4 separate regions of the Mus musculus genome follow, and all the other regions are linked to region 1. A link is a contact called in public Hi-C, HiChIP or PLAC-seq and promoter capture Hi-C data. All regions are on one chromosome and are shown on one strand. Each heading gives the region's core, a stretch centred on a gene start, on an enhancer-like site or on the middle of the called end of the contact. The rest is flanking DNA. Distances are from core to core; before and after follow the strand shown.

Region 1 (5,125 bases), core at 1,415-3,914:
TAGCAGTTACCATGTGGCTCTCACTATCAGTCTGTGCCCTCCCATTTTAAAAAGAACCTGGACAACAGAGCAGTGGTGGTATACACCTTAATCCCAGCACTTGGGAGGCAGAGGCAGGAGGATCTCTTATGAGTTCCAGGCCAGCCTGGTCTACAGAGCAAGAACTAGGACAGGTAGGGCTAATGATGAAACCCTGTCTCAAAAAACCAAACCAGGGCTGGAGAGATGATGGCTCAGAGGTTAAGAGCACTGACTGCTCTTCCAGAGGTCCTGAGATTAAATCCCAGCAACCACATGGTGGCTCACAACCATCTGCAACAGGACCCAATGCCCTCTTCTGGTGTGTGTCTGAGGACAGCTGCAGTGTACTCATAAACAAAAATAAATAAATCTTAAAAAACAAAACCAACAAAAACCCTTGACAAGCATGCAAAATGTCCTATGCAAACACACACACACACACACACACACACACACACAGGTACTCCAAGGTCATCCTGTAACCAATCCATTGAGGACCCATCCAGATCATCTTCCCCCACAGCCTCATCTCACTCAGACAGGTCACAGCACTTTGATTCCCAGCAGGCCCACTGCGGGAAGACTAAAGACAGGAGCCTTTGCTCATTTGCATAAACCCTGGAGTCACACATCTGCATTTGATTGCAAGGTAAGTCCCACTTCCAAATATGTTTGGTTTTTAAATAAAAAATAACTTAAGATTTTATTTTTCGAATCAAGCCCTATTCATAGCATGTCTATTACAGGGGCCTTTAAGGGGGAAAAAAAGTCAAAATTTATATCTTTAGCGGGGCGTGGTGGCACACGCCTTTAATCCCAGCACTCGGAGGCAGAGGCAGGCGGATTTCTGAGTTCGAGGTCAGCCTGGTCTACAAAGTGAGTTCCAGGACAGCCAGAGCTATACAGAGAAACCCTGTCTGGGGGGGGGGAAATTATATCTTTGTCTTAGACATCTGGGGCATTCACTCATTATTATTTTACGTTAGTTCTCAAAATTAAGAGGAAAAAGCTGGCCTATTTCCTGTAAGAAATTTAATTTTAGGGTCTGTCAACACTTTAAATGCACTGCTGTTATTTTTAAATATATGCATGCATACTTGAATAAGACTCAGCCTAAGCTTTCCATATAACCATTCCCTGGGCACTCAAACTTATTATTAGATGCCAGGCTCCCTGCTTAAACACATCAACTCCACCATCTCATTTGTTTAACAAATAAACACTCATCATCTCTGCTACGCCAGGCATAAGCAGCAGCCATTACAGTTATCAAAGTGATATCTGTACTGGATACTAGTGCTGTACGGAATCCCTAACGCCTAACACACTTGTTATCCACCTCAATCCATGCTCCTGTTAGCTCGGTCTCCATCAGCAAGGCAGCGCTGCAGTGTCTGCCATCTGTGGTAGCACAACGGGGAAAGCCATTTTTAGTGATGTCCACTTACATTCCTTTTTCCAGGTAGATGAACATTATCTTAATTGCCCAGATGCTTAATTCCAGTCAGAACTGTAAATTAAATTTCCCCAAACAGTATAATCGACATGTCACAAAAAAAGTGACATGCCTTTCCCCTGAACTCTTAAGCCGGGGTGGGGGTGGCGCAAGTCTAGTCCCAGCACTCAGTAGGCAGAGGCAGGAGGATCTCTTGTTGAGTTCAAGGCCAGCCTGGTCTACAGAGCAAGTTCCAGAACAGCCAAGGCTACACAGAAAAAAAAAAAAAAAAGAAAGAAAGAAAGAGAAAAGGAAGGAAGGAGGAAGGAAGGAAGGAAGCAAGCAAGCAAGCTGTCTTGAAAATCCAAAATAATAATGATGATAAAATGCTGATCTACATCTTTTTTCACTGTTTTGAATTCCAGACTCAATAGATGGTCAATTCTAGTTTCGTTTTGTTTTTTTGTTTCTTTTTTTAAAAAAGGAAAGCAACGAAGCTCTTCAACGACCCGCTAAGTTTAACCACCACCTTCCCAAAGGCAAAATCGCGTTTCCAAATTGCTCCAAAAGCGATGAGGGACGGAAAGGAAGAACACACGCAGACGTAAAGAATGGTTAACGTCAACGACAAAAGAATAAACGGGTAACCCGACCAGGACTGGCGTGTGTCCCCATCTCTCAAGGACTCTGGCGCAGTTCTACATCTAAGGCGACCTAGCCTGGAAACGGTCGGAAACAAACTTTGGCGCTGGGCTGCAGACCTGTTTGCTGCCTCTGAAGACACTGCACCGGGAGCCCGGTCACCGGCGGTGGAGACCTGAGGAGCAAGCTTGGAAGGAAACGAGAAGCTGCCGGCCGCGGCTGTGCCCCGAGGCCTCACCTCACCAGTGCTAAGGAAGTGGCAGGCTCGGCCGGTCCAGGTCCCCGTCCCCGTCCCCGTCCCCGCCACCCTGGTCCCGGCTAGGCTTCGGGCGGCCTTCTAGAACCGGGCTTCCGGCAGCTCCGCGATCGGGCAGAGAAGCGAGGATTCCCGGGCAGGCCGGACCCAGCCGCGGCGCCGCCCTGAAGCAACACCGGACCTATAGTCCCGCCACCACCCCACGGCTCCCTACCCAGAGCGGCCAACTCGCGGTCCACAGCGTAGTACGAACTTCCCGCCGCTTCCCTAGACTCGCGACCTACCCACGGCGCCGTCCCCTCCACACCCCGTAGTACAGAGCCTTCCCGTTGGCTGCGAACGGCGGGGGAGGCGGGGAAAGAGGAAGACCGCGCTTCCCTGTCACCTCTCCGGACATGCCGGGAATTGTGGTCCTTACGCTTGCTCCATGCTGGGAATTGTAGTCTTTGAACCTCCAAGAGGCGAGATGGGGGCGTGTTCCTCTGAGCACAAGGGCTTCTGGGAAGTGTGGTTTGCAGCCCGCTTGCTGTTTTACATGTTACTGTGGCTCTCAAAGCCTTAAGAACCGAAATAAATATAACCAGTACTCACTGTTGCTTGATTTATTAAACGGTTAGACAAAGAGACTCATTTCAAATATCCGAAGCGCGTCTCGGTGTTTACTTAACCCACCGCAGTATTTGAGCTACTTTTGTCAAACATCAGTTTTCTTTGTTTCACCATCTCCTTCCTAGAGGTTGGAAGAATGAGCTTCAAGCTGCACTTTGGATCTGCAGCTTCTGAAGCCCTAGAAAAGGCCTTGGGTTCGGTGCTGTTCTTGTTATTGCTATTGTTTTACCAATTTGATTTTTTTTTTTTAATTTTTGGTTTACTAACAACAGCTGAGTTAAAAATGTGAGCCAACACTCCTAGCCTGTGTTGTTTCTTTTCTTTCTTTTTTTTTTTTTTTTTTGGAGGGGGGGCAGTTTCGAGACAGGGTTTCTCTGTGTAGCCCTGGCTGTTCTGGAACTCACTTTGTAGACCAGACTAGCCTTGAACTCAGAAATGCGCCTGCCTCTGCCTCCAAAGTTCAGGGATTAAAGGCGTGCGCCACCACACTCGGCTTGCCTGTGTTGTTTCTTAAGGTGGATCTTAAAACACTGTATGAGCTTTAGTCCCTACGAAATCTGAGTTGTTGCCCAGTGTGCAGTTCAGCATTGATCTTCATATCTTGAATTCACCGTCCCAGGTACCCACACCTGCTCCAATTTCTTTCCTATTTTGCCGTCTGCCCCATAGAGCAGATCCACAAAACAGCTGTACTGCATGCCCACTGCTCCCAGACTTCTGCTGAGTTTGATCCATGATGGAGCCTGAGAATGGAAGAAAAAAAGGAAAGTCACCTAACGACGATCACACACACATACACGAACAGCTAAGTCCCTTAGCTAAGGGTCACTTCAGCTGGGCTTTCCACAAGTCTGCAATGAGAACATGCCATGATGATTGTGTTGTTAGGACTAGAGCTAGTAACACACTGGCTGCCCCCGAGTCACAGGTTACTGTTTCATCCTGTGTGGCTCAGACCCCACACCTCTCTAAACAGCCTCCTGGAACATAAACCCTCCTCAACAAATCCTCTCACGGCATCTGCTTTCTGTACACACGCCGATGGAAACGCAGGCACAAGGTGAGCTCTCGATGACTATTTGTCAGCAGAGAAGCCTCAAGATTCACACATCTCGTGAGTGTGAAGTCCCACACACAGCAAGACTCTGTGGTCAGAATGCTTTGAGTGAAAGCCATTCTGCACCCACAAACAAGTACACACATTACTTGTTACATTGTGACCACATTCCCCCAGTGCGGAAGAAAGGTCCCCGCTCCCACACTGGCTCGACAATTGGCTGACCTTCAAGCACAGTTAAGTCAGCAACACAGCCTGGTCTGTTCCAAGGTGGGAATAGAATGTATTCCAGAACCCACGGCTCCGGCATTATCAGTTGGATGGCTCTCAGTCAAGTGCTACTCTGCTGAGGCTATGTTCCAAGGCTGTTGCCAACACCACCGACACCACCCACACGTGCGGAGAAGCCCTAGCAGCGCAGAGAGTGGCAGGAGAGCAGTCCAAGCTGCCGTCATGGTGACAGCATGTCTGAAATATCACCGGTTACGATGCAACTCCTGGGACATAGGAGACCTTCGGCGCCGTCTAGGAGTTGATAGGTTGTGCTGGGACAGGAATAGACAGGTCAGTTGATCAGTCCTGCTGAACTTTTGAAATTAGGAACTGAGCTCTGGGTGGAAAGGCTTTCTGTATAATACACCTCTCTGGCCAGGCTTGGTGGCCCTTGCCTTTAATCCCAGCATTGTTGAGACAGAGACAGATAGATCTCTGGTCTACGTAGTGAGTTCTAGGACAGCCAGAGCCACATAGAGCCTGTCTCAAAAAAAATTAAAACAAAACAAAAAACTAACCTCTATAGTCCTAACAAATATTTTTGAATATTTACTGTGAACCAGGAGTTAGAGTGTTCACCTAAGATTCCCATTTAATTAATATTTAAGAAAGCTCTACTGGCAGACGGGAATTATGTTTTTCCATACATTTTGACTTAGGGGATTCATGCTCCCTGAGTCTGCTTTCAGATGATACTCAGAGGATACTTTATGCACAGCCTCAAAACATAGAGGCAAGCCCTTTCAGCTCGGTGACAGAGGTGTGGACAGAGCAGGGTCATAGGTCATGAGATTCCTAGTTCAGGGGCCACCGGGGACCAAGCAGCTGACTC
Region 2 (5,125 bases), core at 808-3,307, 190 kb after region 1:
AGATCTATACTGGCCACTCTGCTCTTTTAGAGGGGGCACAGGCGACATGGACGTGAGCAGTGCAGACTGGCCTCGCTTCAGTTCCCACTGTGGAGGGGGTACAGATACAGATACAAACAGCGAAGGAGCTGCAAGCTGTTGGCTTTACCCCAGCTTCAGAGTCCTATTTTCACAGTAGAAAATAAAATGAACAGCAATAAAAATTATTTCAAACAGAAGTAGATAGGATCAAACTACTGTAAGCACAAAGCAAAGTCAAAAACTGGTGTCTCACTGAGAACATCTGAACTGAGTGACAGTCTACCCAATCAATAGTCTGTGTACACAGATACAGATGTGATCAGTTACTCTGTTGGATGATCAAACTGTGGACAGTAGATTCCTACAGTTTATTTTTAGGGAAACATAGACTGAAAGTATAAAAAAAATGAACAGGAAAACCCAACTAGAGCTGTATAACAATTAGTCACATGGTTATTTAATAGTAAGACTTTAAAAGCTGATAAAAATTCATGGTTCTAGAAACCGGTAATAGCTGTTATCATGAGTTCTTAAAACGCATACTGCCAGAACAAAAAGAGCGCAGCCTATTGGCATCCACTTTTGACACCCGTGATTCTGAGTTTTAACTATGGAAAACTTAACACTGCAATGCTCTAGGGTTTGTTTTGTTTTGTTTTGTTTTGAGACAAGGTTTCTCTGTGTAGCCCTGACTGTCCTGGAACTCACTTTATAGACCAGGCTGGCCTCGAACTCAGAAACCCACCTGCCTCTGCTTCCCAAGTGCTGGGATTAAAGGCATGCGCAACTACCGACAGCTACTGCTATAATTTTAACACATTCCTATCAGACGGTCCTGTGGCTGCAATGGTTACACAGGCTTAGCAGGGAGCTAAGTTTGGGCCTCAGGAGTGCTGAAAGCCAACAAAGGCGATATGGCGTCTACTCGAGCAACTTCCTTATCAGGAATGAACACATGTAGCTAATTAACTCCAGCAATCAGGAGCCAGCGTGAGTTACAATCAGACTTAGCTGACAAGATTGTCACCTGAAACTATCATGTCCAGATATCTCTGTACCTACCCACCCCTAAGCTGTAACTGATCTTGGCATTAATTTCAGATAACTTGATTATTTATTTACTATCTGCCGGGCACAAGTCCAAGTCACTGTTTCTATGCACCAATGCATTCAATATAAGAAGGTTAAAATATTCTGTTATTCAAGATATAAACATCAGAACAAGACACTACTTTACCTCTGGTAACCAGTGAGAGCAATGTCCTTTGTAACTACTTTGCAATTACTGTACAAAGTATACCATGTAGCCCAGGCTGGCCTAGAATCTGGTATATACAGTTTAAACCACCCTCACCTTGCAATTCCTCCAATCTCCCACCAACTGGTGAGAATACAGGGGTTTGCTACAATGCAGGGCATAGTAACAAATTTTCTTTTGTGTGTGTATATGGGGGGGGGGGCGCTATCATAGATCCTGTATGTATCAGAGGATGACCCTGACTTCTAACCCCTCTGCCATCACCTTTCCAAGTCCTGGGATCACAGGCATGTATCATCATGCCTATTTTATGAAGTGCTAAGGGTTAACCCCAGGTGCATGCTAGCCAAATACTCTACCAACTAGGCTACCTCTCCAGTCCCTTGTACAATCAGAAAGAAGGGGGGTGACAGGACACACATACACACCCAACAAGGCTGTGGAGGTCAGAGAATAATTGCAGGGGTCACTTCTATCCTGCAGGTCTGAGGGATTGGACTCAGGTCACCAGCGGACCACCTGCTGAATCATCTCAAGAGCCCACTCTTAATTTTTAGAAATATACCTATTCTCCTACAGTAAATAAGAAGACACTGTCCCTCTTTAAAGTATTGTTTGAACATGTAATGACAACTTTGTTCTTTTAGAAGAATAGACACTTGTGTGAAAGTTTAAAGGTGTTTTTCTTTCTGAGAGAATATGGCTATACAAACTCAGGGCGTTGAGTGTCACATTAACCTCTTTCCAGTCATGAGACAAGGACACAAACACAGTGCTGAGAACAAGGTCTCACAAGCTGACAATGAGAACACGGTCTCTCACAAGCTGACAAGTCTGTCAGATGCTGTCCTCAGTTAATAGCACCCATCCCTAAAGGGACGGGAGTTCTGAAACATCAGCTGGCACTTATACAAAGCACTGTATTGGTGGCACCATCAAGTTCCTTTTTGGCTTACCTTCTTCCTCTTCTGAAGCACGTGACTAGGCAGCAGCTGATGGAGTTGCTTTCTCTTCACATGCATTGCTGCAATCTTCATATCCAACTCAAACATTTTGCTGTTTATTGCTTGCCTATAAACTATACAAGCAGACATTGTTACAAAGAACAGAAATAGTTACATAAGGGCAGATCTAAATTCGTCTAGAAGAAAAGTAATGTAAGTGGGAACCTTTCCCACCGCCTGTCCCTAGTCGGATGCAATCCAATAGTAGGCAAGTCACGTATGTAACAAAGAGCAAATGCACATTCGATCCTTTAGCACACTAACTTTCCATGTGCTAATAAAAAGCAAGAATAACTGTTGAGGAAATAACAGAATTCAAAGAACTCTGTACATCTGTCTTTCCATCATCCACAAAGTCTAAGACTTTAATCCTGGAAGACACCACCTGCTGCTCACACAGTAAGGAGCCACACCTGAAGACACCTCACAAGCCAAGAACGACTGGAGGCTCTTGGCTGTTAAGAGAAAGTGCTGTTTGTGCAGAAGACCTGAGTCTGAATAACACAACCCAGCTCACAATTGCCTGGAACTCCAACTCCCGGGGATATAGCACCTTTCCATGAACACCTGTACCCCCACAGACACACTTTCACACACACTTTATATATATGAAGACATGGTGTGTGGCACATACCTTTAATCCCCAAACTATGGAGGCAGAGGCAGACAGATCCTTGTGAGTTCAGGGCCAGCCATATTTACATAGTGAGTTCTAGGACAGCGAGAGCTACATAATACATAAAACAAAAAACAAACAAAAAAACCCACAAAAACCAAAACCATAGAAAAGTATTTTCCATGAAAAACTCTCTTAATTCTTTCTATATTTTCTATTATGAAAAAATAAATTATGGCTCAAAAAGAAGATGCTATCAGTAAGTACAAAATATTTAGATCACAGTACCTCAAAATGGGAATATTTAAGTGAGGTTATATGGTACAACACCTGTAAAACCCCAACAATTAGTCATGAAAGCAGAGAATAAGTTGAATGTAATCTTAACCTTCATAGTAAGTCCAAGGGCAGGCTGGGCTACATTTAAAAAAACAAAAGGTGTGCGAGGGGGGGGGATTCAGTCAATCCATACAAAAATATTGGTTGCACAACTATAAAACCATTGTAGCAGCTGGAAACACAGCAGGAAAAAGCACAAGCAAGCTGCAGAATCCAGTGGAGAGGACAGAATAAGATAGACTGTCAAGTGACCAAGGACTAAGACAGGACACTGAGCTGCCATCAAACAGAACTTAAGCCACAGAGCCAGTCCTAGAACAATCTAAGCTACAAAACAAAACCCTACGCCAAACCCCAAATGACTTTAGTGCAAAGTAAGCTGACAGTAACTGAGTCCAACAGTATTTCAGGAAGAAAAAAAAACCCCAAAAACCACACACCCTGACCAGGAACCACAGAAGCCAAGAGAGAAGAGGCCATGGTCAAGGTTAGACCCATAGACCTCTAAATTCCTAACAAAGAGCTTTCCTAAGATTGCTGTTAAGACTCGGCTAGAAAACACTCTGGTGCTAGAGAGATGGCTTGCCAGTTCTCAGTACCTACTCAGCATCAACCCATAACCATCCAGGACTCCACTTTCAGGGGCTTAGACACCCTCTTCTGATCTTTGTAGGCACCAGGAATACACACAGTGCATATATATACATGTATACAAAATACCCATACACATAGAATAAATCCTCATAAAATATTTTTAAAAGAAAACCCTAATCCTAAGTAGCAATGGATGTTTGGCTTGTATCCATTGTGTCTAAGTAACAAGTCTTGCTTGCAAACTGCTATATAATTAACAAGCTGTGCTGGAAACACCCTCTAACTTTATTACCTTTCTAGTCCCAAAATATACAGACAATGAACAGTAATATTATAAGGAAGGAAGATGATGTACCACAAATTACAAGCAGAACTTGGCCTTTCCTTCTGCATGAAGTGGACAGTCACGTAAGCATGACCATTTGACATTAGACGTATGGTGTCTCACAAACCTTAACGACCAGGGTACCTCATACAAACAACCAATCTGAATCTAGCCAGTGTTTTACTTACATTGTAAATTCTACTAAGTAAGAAGAGGTCTGTCTGTCTCTCAGATGGGCCTTGACAGGAGTCCCATGACAGAACCAAGTAACTTCCCCCTTAACAGTATCAAAAGGACTTTGGCTTCTCAGTACCACAGTCCCCTGTCTGGGAATGTGTCTGCTGCTTTCTTTCAGTGAGTACCAATCAGTTCTGTCTGCCTGTGCCTTCCTTCATCAGCTTTCACACCCTCCCAGCCAGTGGCCTTTCACACACTATTTCACACATGCAGACTACTCAGTGACTGACAGCGTGTACACTGTGGCATTGCTGGAAAAAAGGTTCATCACTTCCCAAGCGGGTCAGAGCAGGAGAGCAATGGGTTTGGTGGAACCAAACTCCAGAAAGCAAAACAGCAGAAAAGAGAGTATTACCTCTCTCCTCACTGCAATTTACTGGTGTCAAAGTGACTTTTAAATAAATTGTCTCCATTACCCCTCTTTTCAGTTAAGTAGATTAAATCTTTATAAAATGTTAATTAAATCAATTTTCATAGAGGAAAACTCAGTGAGAAAAGTAAAAATGCTAATTAATTAGCCTGTTTTAAAGTGTGATCTGGAGGATGTTTTAAATAGAACTAGTGCTTTAGGACAGCACACAGGCATCCCTGTAAGGCTCACAAATTCCTTGAATTGCTGTGTACATCTACACACAAATCACAAAGATTTTGACAACTCATTCTATGACTTTAAAGCTTTCAACTAAAACCTCTCACCTTTACCTAAGAATTCAAGTTCATCCAACGCACAG
Region 3 (5,125 bases), core at 1,017-3,516, 170 kb after region 1:
ATACCAACTACACAAATACCCGAAATGTCTTCAACAGAATTTCAAGCATTCTACCTTCCAAGGTTAACATTTCTAAATCTACCCCAACAAAGGAAGTTAACAACTTCCAGCTCTTGAGATCAAGGAACACTGGGAGATAACCAGGGGCAGGCACCACTACCGCACAGCAACATTAACTATCGCCACTGGAAAGCAACAGGGAACTTAGACCACACACCAAGCAAGTGCTAACATTAACACCTGAGCACACTGGGGCTTGGAAATGGAGCTCTGTCTCTCTATCTATCCCAGAGGCAAGGCTGGCTTACCTTAACTTGGTAAAGAATCATATTAACTTAGAGTGGCTCTGCTGGCATTTGTCTATCATGTCCCCAATCCGGCCACAAATAAAAGAATCCCCTATGCAAGTCAGTTCTCACACATGAAAACAGGAACTCCAGCCTCGGTGCCACAGCCACCTCAGGTCTTACATGCAACAACGCCTACAGATCTCTTCTATGAGATGCGCATCTTTCCAGAGGCCTTGGTACCCTGTGATGCCTCACACGCCAGGGTGGGGATCCTCCTTGGCCATCTCCCTAGGACAGCAATTTGCACAGCAGGTTGGTAGACAGTGTACCAACCGTGCACGAGGCACTGGGCTCACAATTTCAGCAGCCCTAAATGCCAATGCAGCACAAACCTGCTTTAGAGTGGCTTCCTATCAAAATTCTGCTACAAAAGCCAGAACTCTATGTAGACCAAGCTGGCATCAAATTCACAGGTTCTGCTGCCTCTGCTTCCCAGGAACTAAGTGAAAATCATGCACCACTGCAGCTAGCTCTTAGGCATGTCCGAGCGCTTCAGGTTAGGCAGAGTGTAAACCCAAGGCGTGCACAGTGGTACTTGCCTATAATCCCAACTCCAAAGGCTGAAACAGGAACTTCTAGCTTTAAGGGCCAGCCTGGGTTACACATCAAGAAGTCTTCAAGAAGGAAAAAAAAGCCAACAACAAAAAGGGTGGTGAATGGCTCAGAGGCAGGTGGATCTTTGTGAGCTCAAGGCTAGCCTGGTCTACAGAATTCCAGGATAGCTGGGGCAACAGAAAAACTATCTTAAAAACCAACCAGTGACAAGCCTGAGAAACATCTCCTATTAGAGATGAGTCAGAACTTCCTTGTGAAATCCTGGATAACCTTGAAACTTCCACTGCTGCCCAGAGATGCAATTACAAAGTATGGACGCTCGCCAGTGCCAGGGTAGCGCTGCATGGGCACAATGACCTGGGCAGCTGACTAGACCCTACTTCTCAGACGTCATGGGAGTTACATGGGGGTGAACATACAGGTACATACTGGGGAGTTGACTAGAAATCAAAATCAGGGTGACTTCATATATGCCAGGCAAGTACTCAAAGGATTTGTTACTGTACTTAAAAATTAAATTTGAGGCATATGAGTCTCAGGGGAGTTTTGGCTAGTGAAATCATTAAAAAAAAAGACTTTCCATTGAGAAACAAAAACTGCCCCCATTTAAGTCATATAACAATATAAAAGCCACAATGATTTAAAAAAGAGGGAGCCAGTAAAAGGTTACATTCAACAAAGCCAAAGCATATACATGGGGTAACTTACAAAATTACAGACAAGTCAGGTGTGGTAGCACACACAACACAAGCTCTCCAACACTTAGAAGACAGAGGCAAGAACAGATATCTGTGAGCTGAGGTGCCAGCCTGGTCCAGGCTAGCTACAATGAAACCCTGACTCAAAAATGCAAAAAATAAACAAAAAGGAAACAGAAAACAACTGTACCCTTAAAGTCGATATTAAAAGAGTCAAAAATAGTGTATGTAGTATCCTGGCTGATGTAATATAAACGTTGAGACAATGTCTAGTGGGTGCTGGACTCAAGGCAAACAAGACAAGACAAAGCTCTCAGCCCCTAAATTCTAGAGGCAAATTCTTTGCAGGCAGACAGGATGTCAGTCCTAAGCTTCCAACAGCATGGAAGCCACGTCATACTGGTAACTGCTGTGACACTCAACACCCTTGTGTAGACAGCACTTACTCATCAGGACTTGAAGGACACAGCCTAGATGAGGGCTTTTAATAAAAGCTACAGCTTTTGTGCTTTCAGATTAAAACCTAATTTTTGCTAAGTTAAATGGGGGTGACTTATGAGAACTGACATTTATTTTGCAGAGGGAGGGTCACAGTACACATGTTTGTTCTGAATGACTCCTGAACCTGGGACAAGAACTGAGAATACAGGAAATGAGAGGGAAAGGCAGGAGCCTACTCGTGCAGCGAAGCTCCAACAGTCTTGGCACGGTGTCCAGGCACGGTCGGCTCTCTGCTGGGGGCAGCATTCTTGGCTGTGAAGGCAGAGCATGCCCTCTGTCACTCATGGGGAGCAGTTCTGCCCAACTGTCTCTTTTCGACAACTTTATCATCAATCTCTTTATTAACAGCTCCACTGCCGTTAGAAAACGCAAACAAGGCCTGGCTCTCATGCCAGATTTCTGGAAATCACATAGCACCAGGCACCGCACAGTGTGAAAGTTTGTGAAGAGAGTGTTGTGCCAAGAGAGACAGCGTCTACAAGACAAGCACAAAGCCGGGACATCTACCTTGAAACGACAGAGCAGCTTGCTTGTGCCTAGCACCTGAGACAACCCCCAAATATCCACATCATGTGCAGAGACAACGGGGAGCACAAGTGGCCAAGACTCACTGTGAAGCCCAGAAACACCTTTGACACTTCATTCCAGGCAGCCTTGGAAAAAAAACTACTAAATGCCCTTCCTAAGACCCTCAAAATCTAAACTGCCCCATGACTATGTGACACGCACTATGGAACACACAAGGCTGAAGTGGAAGTCTGCAGGAGTGTCAGAGCCCCACAGAACAGGGGTGTTTGAATTATTCAAGCTACTTATTTTCAGCATGAAATCTGTTAGATCAAAAATAACTATCTTATAAATTAATTAAGAGAAATGCTTCTAAGAGGGTTGTAAAATATTTTAAGACACACACACAAATAAATAAGTAAAAATCAGGTCACATTCAGCCAACTATTTAATGACAAATCTACCCTTACTATGTCTTAAAATGGAGCACAATATCTAAAAAGTCCCAAATGTCATTAGGAGCTGACCCTTGGCCACAGCAGGTGAATGCAGGACACAACCAAACTAAGACCTCCCTACCGTAAAAGCTGGGTTTACCGCTAACGCTTCCCCCTCCCGACTTCCCTCACAAGGACAGGAAAGGAGTGGAGTACTCAGTTGAGTCCTAAGCACAGGACCACAGGATGGCTTATGACTCTGGTGCTTCTCTGCAACTGGATTCACTGTGTTCTGAGACACCATATTCATCTGTTTGTTGTGCGTCTCAGCGTTGCCCGCCTGTCCAGTGGGAGAGGGGACTAGGACAACAAAGTGGGGACGGAAACCTGAGCCCAGGCAAGCAGTTTTCTTCAACTTAGACTCACTCCACAGAGGAAAATACAAACACATCTCTGGATTTTCCTTCATCAATTCTGGGACCTAGAAAGCATACTTTAATAGTCATCCTTACCACTTAAAAACAAAAGCACACAGACCCTAAGCTAACTGGCAGAACAAAATAGTGAAGCTAAAAATATACTTTAAAACGCATTGCTACTTTCGCCATTTTTAAAATATATTCCCACCCTGCTAAGTCAGGGGTGGATGAAACAACTCGAGAGGATAAAGGAGCTCGCTATGCAAGCCTCTTTACGTCGAGTTTGATCCCTGGTACCCATGGTAAGGAGGAAAAAGTGGACCCTGAACACTGTTTTCTGACCTCTTACAGAAGCTGTGTCCATGTACCTATGCACTCATATACACAACACACACACAAAATTTCAACAAGAAAGCAACAGTGAAAATCCCAAATTATTTAGGTATGACATCACATGCCTATAACCCTTCCTAGTAATCCTGAGACTGAGGCAGGAAATCTGAGGTTATGTTGAAGCCAACCATGTCATAATTAGAGTGCTTCATCCTAAGTTCATAAAACAATTGCTGTATGAGCCAGGAGTGCTGGTGCACCATGGTCCCAGCATTCTGGAGGCCAAGGCAAGAGATCAATACAGGCTGCTGTAGTCTTTGTAGACATGCTCTCACCTAGAAGAAAATGGCACGTACAGTCATTACTGACACGCTGGGGATTCTCTAGTCTGAACACAACCGTCCTTTCAGGAATAGGCCTAGGGCCCGCCCCCACACCTGCTACCTCTTCTTGGATGCCTCTTTTTCTTCCTTCTGATGCCACCACACCATCCAGAGGAAGACCTGGAAACTCTGGGGCCCCTATGAGGCAAGACATAGCCACACCAGCTCAGCGCGCCCAGGAGGCGTCAGAAGACGGGAGGCACACATATAACCACAGGATCAACCTCGACGAGTATCAGCGAGGTGGCTTTGGGAAAAGGTGGTGTGCTGGCACCACTACTTAACAGAGGAGCCAGAGCCTCTGCCCAACTGTCAACAGTGGTCAAACCTGGAGCTCACGTCGCTGATGCTGGGCAATCAGGCTAAGACAAGGTTCTGGGGAAGGGAACGCTCTCTCAGCAGTCTGTCACTGTGAAGGTCAAATCCTTCAGCACGCAAGCTTAAGAGAAGATTGACGTATTGGAGATGCCTGTATCTTGGTGGCTTGAAACATCCCAAGAAAGTTCATTAAATGCTAACATTAAAAAAGAAGAAAAGAAAGGCCTAGGATTGGGACAAGGAAAAGGAAAGTGTACTTTCAACAAACAGTGTCATTTGCTCAGCAACTATGACATTACCAGATCAGGGGAGACACAGGCAGTTCTCTGAGGAAGAGAACCCAAGGCAGGCAGAAGTGACCCACCCACTTGAATTCTCACACCGTGCCTTGGGATTACACATGCCATCATTCACATGGGGCCAACAGAGTTGTAAGAGCTGTAACAGGGTATCTTTTAAAGGGGGGTTTTGTGGGCTGGAGGGGTGGCTCAGCAGTTAAGAGCACTGACTGCTCTTCCAAAGGTCCTGAGTTCAATTCCCAGCAACCACATGGTGGCTCACAACCATCTGTATCGAGATCTGGCGCCCTCTTCTGGCGTGTCTGAAGGCAGCTACAGTGTACTT
Region 4 (5,125 bases), core at 1,242-3,741, 150 kb after region 1:
AAACCTCTGTGAGACTCCAAAAGGTGGATCTGTCCACAGCCAGAACCAGAACCAGCTGGGACCGGACGGAGCCTGTGCTTGCCGTGTTGTTGACATCCTACTATGTCAGCTCAAATTCTGATTGTCTTCTTTGGTGGCTTAGTCAGGGTTTACTGCTGTGAGCAGACACCATGACCAAGGCAACTCTTTTTTTTTTTTTTTTTCTCTGAGACAGGGTTTCTCTGTATAGCCCTGGCTGTCCTGGAACTCACTTTGTAGACCAGGCTGGCCTCAAACTCAGAAAACCGCCTGCCTCTGCCTCCAGAGTGCTGGGATTAAAGGCGTGCCCCACCATACCCAGCCCAAGGCAACTCTTACAAGGACAACATTTAGTTGGGGCTGACTTACAGGTTCAGAGGTTCAGTCCATTATCATTAAGGCGGGAACATGGCAGCATCCAGGCAGGCATGGTGCAGCAGGAGCTGAGAGTTCGCCATCTTCACCTGAAGGCTGCTAGCAGAAGACTGGCTTCCAGGCAACTAGGATGAGTGTCTCCAAGGCCACACCTACTCTAACAAAGCCACACCCTCTAATAGTGCCACTCCCTGGGCCAAACATATACAAACCATCATATTGGGAATCATAGTGGAAACACAGCACTATTCTTGACCTGGCCTACTTGTGACTGGTGCTGGCGTGTAAAGGACAGAAGGAAGGCAGAGGAAGGAGGATCACTTTATCCAAGGGTCCTGCCCTCTCCCTCTATTATTTACCTTGGGAAACCGGTGCTGCACCAACTGCGTTCAGCCACCTCTCAAGTCGCTCACACCCTGTGCCGCTGTGCGCCTCTTCCCATAGTTCTCAGGCTAGAGCCTGCGCCTACCTGCATTCTAAGCACAGGCCAAGCCCTGAAGCCTCTGGGCCCCTGCTGCCTGTATTCTCTGCTCCCCTCATACTTCCAATCCTATGCGTCCAACCTTCTTACACAGAGATTATTAAATATAACCCCCATCTGCAGGAAATATGCAGAAACTGTTTTTGTTTGGAAACTAAAATACATAAAACTGAGTCATCAGACAGCTCTCTGCTTCAGCGAGCACTCCATGCTCAGGCCAGTAGGCCTGAAATAGCTCAGGAAAGCCTTTTCCCCGCCGGCATTCTGCCGACCGGGCACTTTTGAGCAGAGTTCCGGCCTGGCTGTATGAAGCTAGGACCCTCTTCCTCAGAACCAGGCTCTGGGGCAGAAGAGGCCAAGGACCCCTATTCGGGCCCATGGGAACCTGAGGGCATGATGGTGAGCGGCAGCCCAGTCACCAACCTGCTTCTGTCTTTATCCGTGTTGCAACCGCAACCCTCCAGGAGCCCTGGTAGCTGGATGAAGATGGATCTGAGGATGTCAGAGGATGCCCCAGGGAGGGGATCCACCCTGTGTGTGTGTACCTGTGTCACACTTGTGTGACATGCCTGCTAAGTCAGTCCAGGAGGTGATATGGCTGCTAAGTGTGTCCCAACCAAGATCAGCAGCCCAAGAAAACCCAGACTTCCTGGATTCACTGCCTATCATCTCTGACAAGCCCACCAATGAGGGGACTCCACCTTCCACAGCCCTATGCTCCGGCTGGGGATGGGAAAGGACATCAAGGTCCTTAGGTAACTAGGACAAATGTGGGGAGAGATGGAGGCCTCTGGGCACTTGCACATGCACGCACACACATGCACGCACACACACACACACACACACACACACACACACACACACACACACACGTCTTCTCTTGATGTACCCAGTCTGGGGAGCTCATGTAGACCCCATGTCTACACCTCGATTCATAAGGGAAGCTGACCCTAAACAGTGCGGAGAGGGCGGGAGCGGGGAACGGAGACTGGTCTCTGGTGCTCTCTGAAGCCCGGCTGGAGGTGTGTTCTGCGCGCGACAGTACATAAACTCTTGGCAAAGTTGGCTTTCCGTGGTTTGCTAAACTCCGGAACACAGATGTCCCATTTGTGTTTCATTAGCGCCTCGGCCGCTCTGCGGCTCTCGACCTCTGCACCAGGCAATAATGGCCTGGCGCGGGCCCATCCGCACCAGCTGGCCGGGGACCTGCTCTGCCGACCAGGGCTGTGTCTGCTGTCAGCCCTTTCCAGGCGACTGGATGGCTCCTCAGCACCAGAATGTCTCAGCGGGCCTGTGTGAGCATGGGGGCCCTTCACAAGTTTTGGAGGGGGTTCTGTTTAGGTCGGGGTGGGGGTGCTGGGCGGAGGGGGTGCTATGTGATTCTGGCAGATGGGCTGAGTGAGCATGAGGGGGTCTTTGTTAGCCTGGGAGTGGACGGTCGCTAAGAAATACCTTCAGAAGAAGAAGCATTCAAAGCCCAGTTACCCTGGGGAAGGCTAAGAGAAAAAGGGGGAAGGATGGAGGAGAAAGAAGAGTCCTCGGTAGAAAGGAGGGCAGGAGACATGCAGTGGGAGGAGAGAGGGGGAGGAACTAGGGGGAAGACAGAAGGGAAGACTGTGGGGGCGGACAGTTGGCACTCAGAGGTTGAAGCAGCCTGGGAGCTGGCCTCACCAGGAGCTGGGCATACGCACTTGGACCTGGCAGACCACAGCCTGGAGCAAATGACCAGGCAGCCTCTGAGTCCCACAGCAGAGGCCACATAGAGAGCTTCTAGGAGATGGACTTGAATTTGCAAGGGCCTGGGCACAGGCGCTGTGTTTCTGGAACCCTTCCTCTACCCTCCGACCTTCCTGGATCTGTGTTCTCGGAGAGGGCTTCAGAAGGGGCACAAACACAAAGACCCTGCCTGGGCCCAGAGTTGGCAGGTGACCACCTAACCCGCAGATCAATGAAGTCCTGCAGGAAGCTGGCACCTCCCAGGCTCCCCACCTCGAAGCCAGGGCCTCTTGAGAGGCCCAAAGCAGGACTGGCTGATGATAGTTTTGTAAGACGATGCTCCAGGTTGTCTGTGCTCCAAGGATCCACATTCCCCCGTCCTATTCATCGGCATTGAAGCTCGAGATGGATCGGTTGCGACTAGGAGGAGCCTTGCCATAGTGAGATTCAAGACGACATGTTCCAGTCAAAAAGGGACCGTGTTGGGGATGGAGGGCCCACAAAGAGAGGGCTGTAAATGGGAAGGCGGGAAGACCATTTTTATTGCTACCGTTTATACTGTTCACACAATGGGAAAGCAGTCTCAATCCACAGCGAGACAGAGACAGAGAAGGTTCCAGTCCACAAGTGAAGTATGTGCAATTCACACTCTGGGCCACGGGCTTCTTAGGCAATCAGCCTGCTCAGGATAGACACCAATGGGTCCAGGAGGTGGAACCTGGAACTGACCATACAAGTACCCTCCACTATGGGCCAGTACAGGCACCCACCACCACGGACCAGTTTGCAACCTTTTCTACTCTGTCCTGGTGCAAAATGATTCTGGCCCCTGCAGGAGAAAGAAAGCTTGCTTGTAGCTTTGAGTTTGGATATTGCCTGATGCTCTGACCCCAAGACCACTCACCCCCAGCCCCACGATCCACAGGAAGAGTGACCCACACTCTTCCTGTCCTGTCTTCAGTATCCTTGGCTGGCTGTGGTCCACGTATCTCCAGGATGCTTACTGTGGGGACACCACCCCAGGGTATGTGGCGCAGCAGCTGTCCAAGGGTCTGGCTGAACTGTGTTGGACATTCCCAAGTGTGGGTATGAACACGCTGCTCACTGCTTGCTTGCAACATGTGAAGTGTTTACAGATGTCCCTTTAGTTCATTTTTAGCTGTTGGGGTGGTTTCATAGAAGTGTATTGATACCAACAAACCATCTGCGTGTGTAACCTCGTGGGCTTTCTGTTATAGTTAGTATTAATTTGTCAACTTGACAGAATTTAGGATCACCTGGCAGACAGGCCTCTAGGCAAACCTGGGGGTAATTACCTTGGGGGTATTGAGGATGAGGCTGACCACTGTGGGCGGTGCCATTCCCTGGGCTGTGTGGGGAAAGGGGAGCACAATACCAGCAGGCATTCATCCTTCCCTGTTCCTGGCTGTGGCTCTTTCAAGTTCCTGCTCCTTTGACTTCCTGGCTGTGACAGACGGACGGCATCCTTGAACTGTGAGCCAGGATAAACCCCTCCTCCCTCAGGTCGTTTTTTGTTGGATTCTTTATCGCAGAAGCAGGGAAAGAAACTAGGACACCTTCATCTTGCACTTTCTTTAACCATCATTTTTTTTTAAAAAAGAGATTTATCATGTGTGTGTGTGTGTGTTTGTGTGTGTGTATGTGTGCGTGTGTTGGAGTGTGCCCATGTGTGTGCAGAGGTCAGAAGAGGCCACCAGAGCCCCTGGAATTGGAGGTACAGGCAGTTGGGAGAAGTCCAATATGGGTGCTGGGAACTTGAACTCAGGTTCTCTACCAGAGTGTATGTCTCCTTTCAGTAAACTTTCCACGATAACAGTCACAGGACAACAGTCACACGACAACAGTCACATATCATGTGTCCTTAGGATGTCCCACTGCTGCACCTGGGAAAATGCAATCAGAAGAAATGGCTTTCTGGGGAATGTAGGGAATGAGACCCCAGCAGCAGGGGGTTGGGGTGGGGAGGCAAGTAGAAGGGCCCACCTCCAACCTGTGGCTGTGGAGGAGGAGGGGTCAGATGTCACTCTTCCAAAAGAGCTGAGGTGGGCTGCAGGGTGCAGGTAGTTGCCACCCCACCCGCGTGCTGGAAGGACAGAGCTGACATGAGCGGTCCTCTGGCATCCCCGTGAATGACCACACGTACCCTAGTCTGGTCCGCATGCCTGCACACGCTCGCAAAGTAAATAAAACATAAAAGTTGTTTAAGGAAGAAGAAGAAAGGCAGAGGTGCAGCTCCTGAAACAGCATGGCCTGGGTTTTCCTACCTGGCCATGAACTCCAGTGTAACTGTGGTCCAGTTAGCTGGACATGGCCGGCTGGTGCCCTGCAGCCCCTGCTCCCTGTCCCTTCTCTCTTCCTCCTTAGAGATGGGCAGAGTCCAGAGTGTAGAGGACACCTCCAAGTCCTCTCATTGAGTCAGACTAACTCTTCTCACTAATGCTTATAACCGGCGCCTCACCCTCCTGGCTTTGACCTTCATCAGCAAAGACTGACTCCTGAGAAACTGGAGAGATG

The links. Promoter capture Hi-C pulls out the DNA fragments that hold promoters and counts their contacts. Hi-C and Micro-C count contacts between places; a contact is called where the count stands out from the background. HiChIP or PLAC-seq counts read pairs in DNA pulled down with a chosen protein or histone mark.
Region 2: a contact with region 1 is called in an H3K4me3 HiChIP or PLAC-seq map of bone marrow-derived macrophages, with 4 times the contacts expected there. The contact joins the enhancer-like site here to the promoter of Vrk1 in region 1. A contact is called at or near these places in 7 of 39 promoter capture datasets (the 3T3-L1 cell line, the C10 cell line, cranial neural crest and 3 more), 3 of 115 datasets of contacts at active chromatin or transcription factors (bone marrow-derived macrophages and embryonic forebrain) and 3 of 9 other capture datasets (adipose tissue, liver and pancreatic islet).
Region 3: a contact with region 1 is called in a promoter capture Hi-C map of neural stem cells. The contact joins the enhancer-like site here to the promoter of Vrk1 in region 1. A contact is called at or near these places in 10 of 39 promoter capture datasets (the 3T3-L1 cell line, the HPC-7 cell line, cranial neural crest and 6 more), 1 of 484 Hi-C or Micro-C datasets (Sertoli cells), 6 of 115 datasets of contacts at active chromatin or transcription factors (bone marrow-derived macrophages, embryonic basal ganglia, embryonic forebrain and 3 more) and 3 of 9 other capture datasets (adipose tissue, liver and pancreatic islet).
Region 4: a Hi-C map of ganglionic eminence shows a contact between it and region 1, with 1.6 times the contacts expected there. The contact joins the enhancer-like site here to the promoter of Vrk1 in region 1. A contact is called at or near these places in 3 of 39 promoter capture datasets (cranial neural crest, maxillary cranial neural crest and second pharyngeal arch cranial neural crest), 3 of 484 Hi-C or Micro-C datasets (LSK cells, cerebellar granule neurons and ganglionic eminence), 6 of 115 datasets of contacts at active chromatin or transcription factors (bone marrow-derived macrophages, embryonic basal ganglia, embryonic forebrain and 3 more) and 3 of 9 other capture datasets (adipose tissue, liver and pancreatic islet).

The regions. Positions count from the first base shown.
Region 1 is chr12:106,007,802-106,012,926 of GRCm38.p6, reverse strand. It overlaps Vrk1 (vaccinia related kinase 1), which reads right to left and starts at 2,664. Exons shown (of 14, transcript NM_001029843.2): 1 at 2,569-2,664.
Region 2 is chr12:105,820,788-105,825,912 of GRCm38.p6, reverse strand. It overlaps Papola (poly (A) polymerase alpha), which reads right to left. Exons shown (of 22, transcript NM_011112.4): 16 at 2,236-2,357. Among named protein-coding and RNA genes, the nearest start is that of Papola, 39 kb to the right of the region's middle. Within about 2 kb of position 2,057, at least 19 of the 459 cell types and tissues checked have an H3K27ac peak or open chromatin away from gene starts, as enhancers often do. A contact at or near this core is called in bone marrow-derived macrophages, where this site is marked.
Region 3 is chr12:105,840,697-105,845,821 of GRCm38.p6, reverse strand. No RefSeq gene overlaps it. Among named protein-coding and RNA genes, the nearest start is that of Gm19554, 56 kb to the left of the region's middle. Within about 2 kb of position 2,266, at least 26 of the 459 cell types and tissues checked have an H3K27ac peak or open chromatin away from gene starts, as enhancers often do. A contact at or near this core is called in neural stem cells, where this site is marked.
Region 4 is chr12:105,859,642-105,864,766 of GRCm38.p6, reverse strand. No RefSeq gene overlaps it. Among named protein-coding and RNA genes, the nearest start is that of Gm19554, 37 kb to the left of the region's middle. Within about 2 kb of position 2,491, at least 24 of the 459 cell types and tissues checked have an H3K27ac peak or open chromatin away from gene starts, as enhancers often do. A contact at or near this core is called in ganglionic eminence, where this site is marked.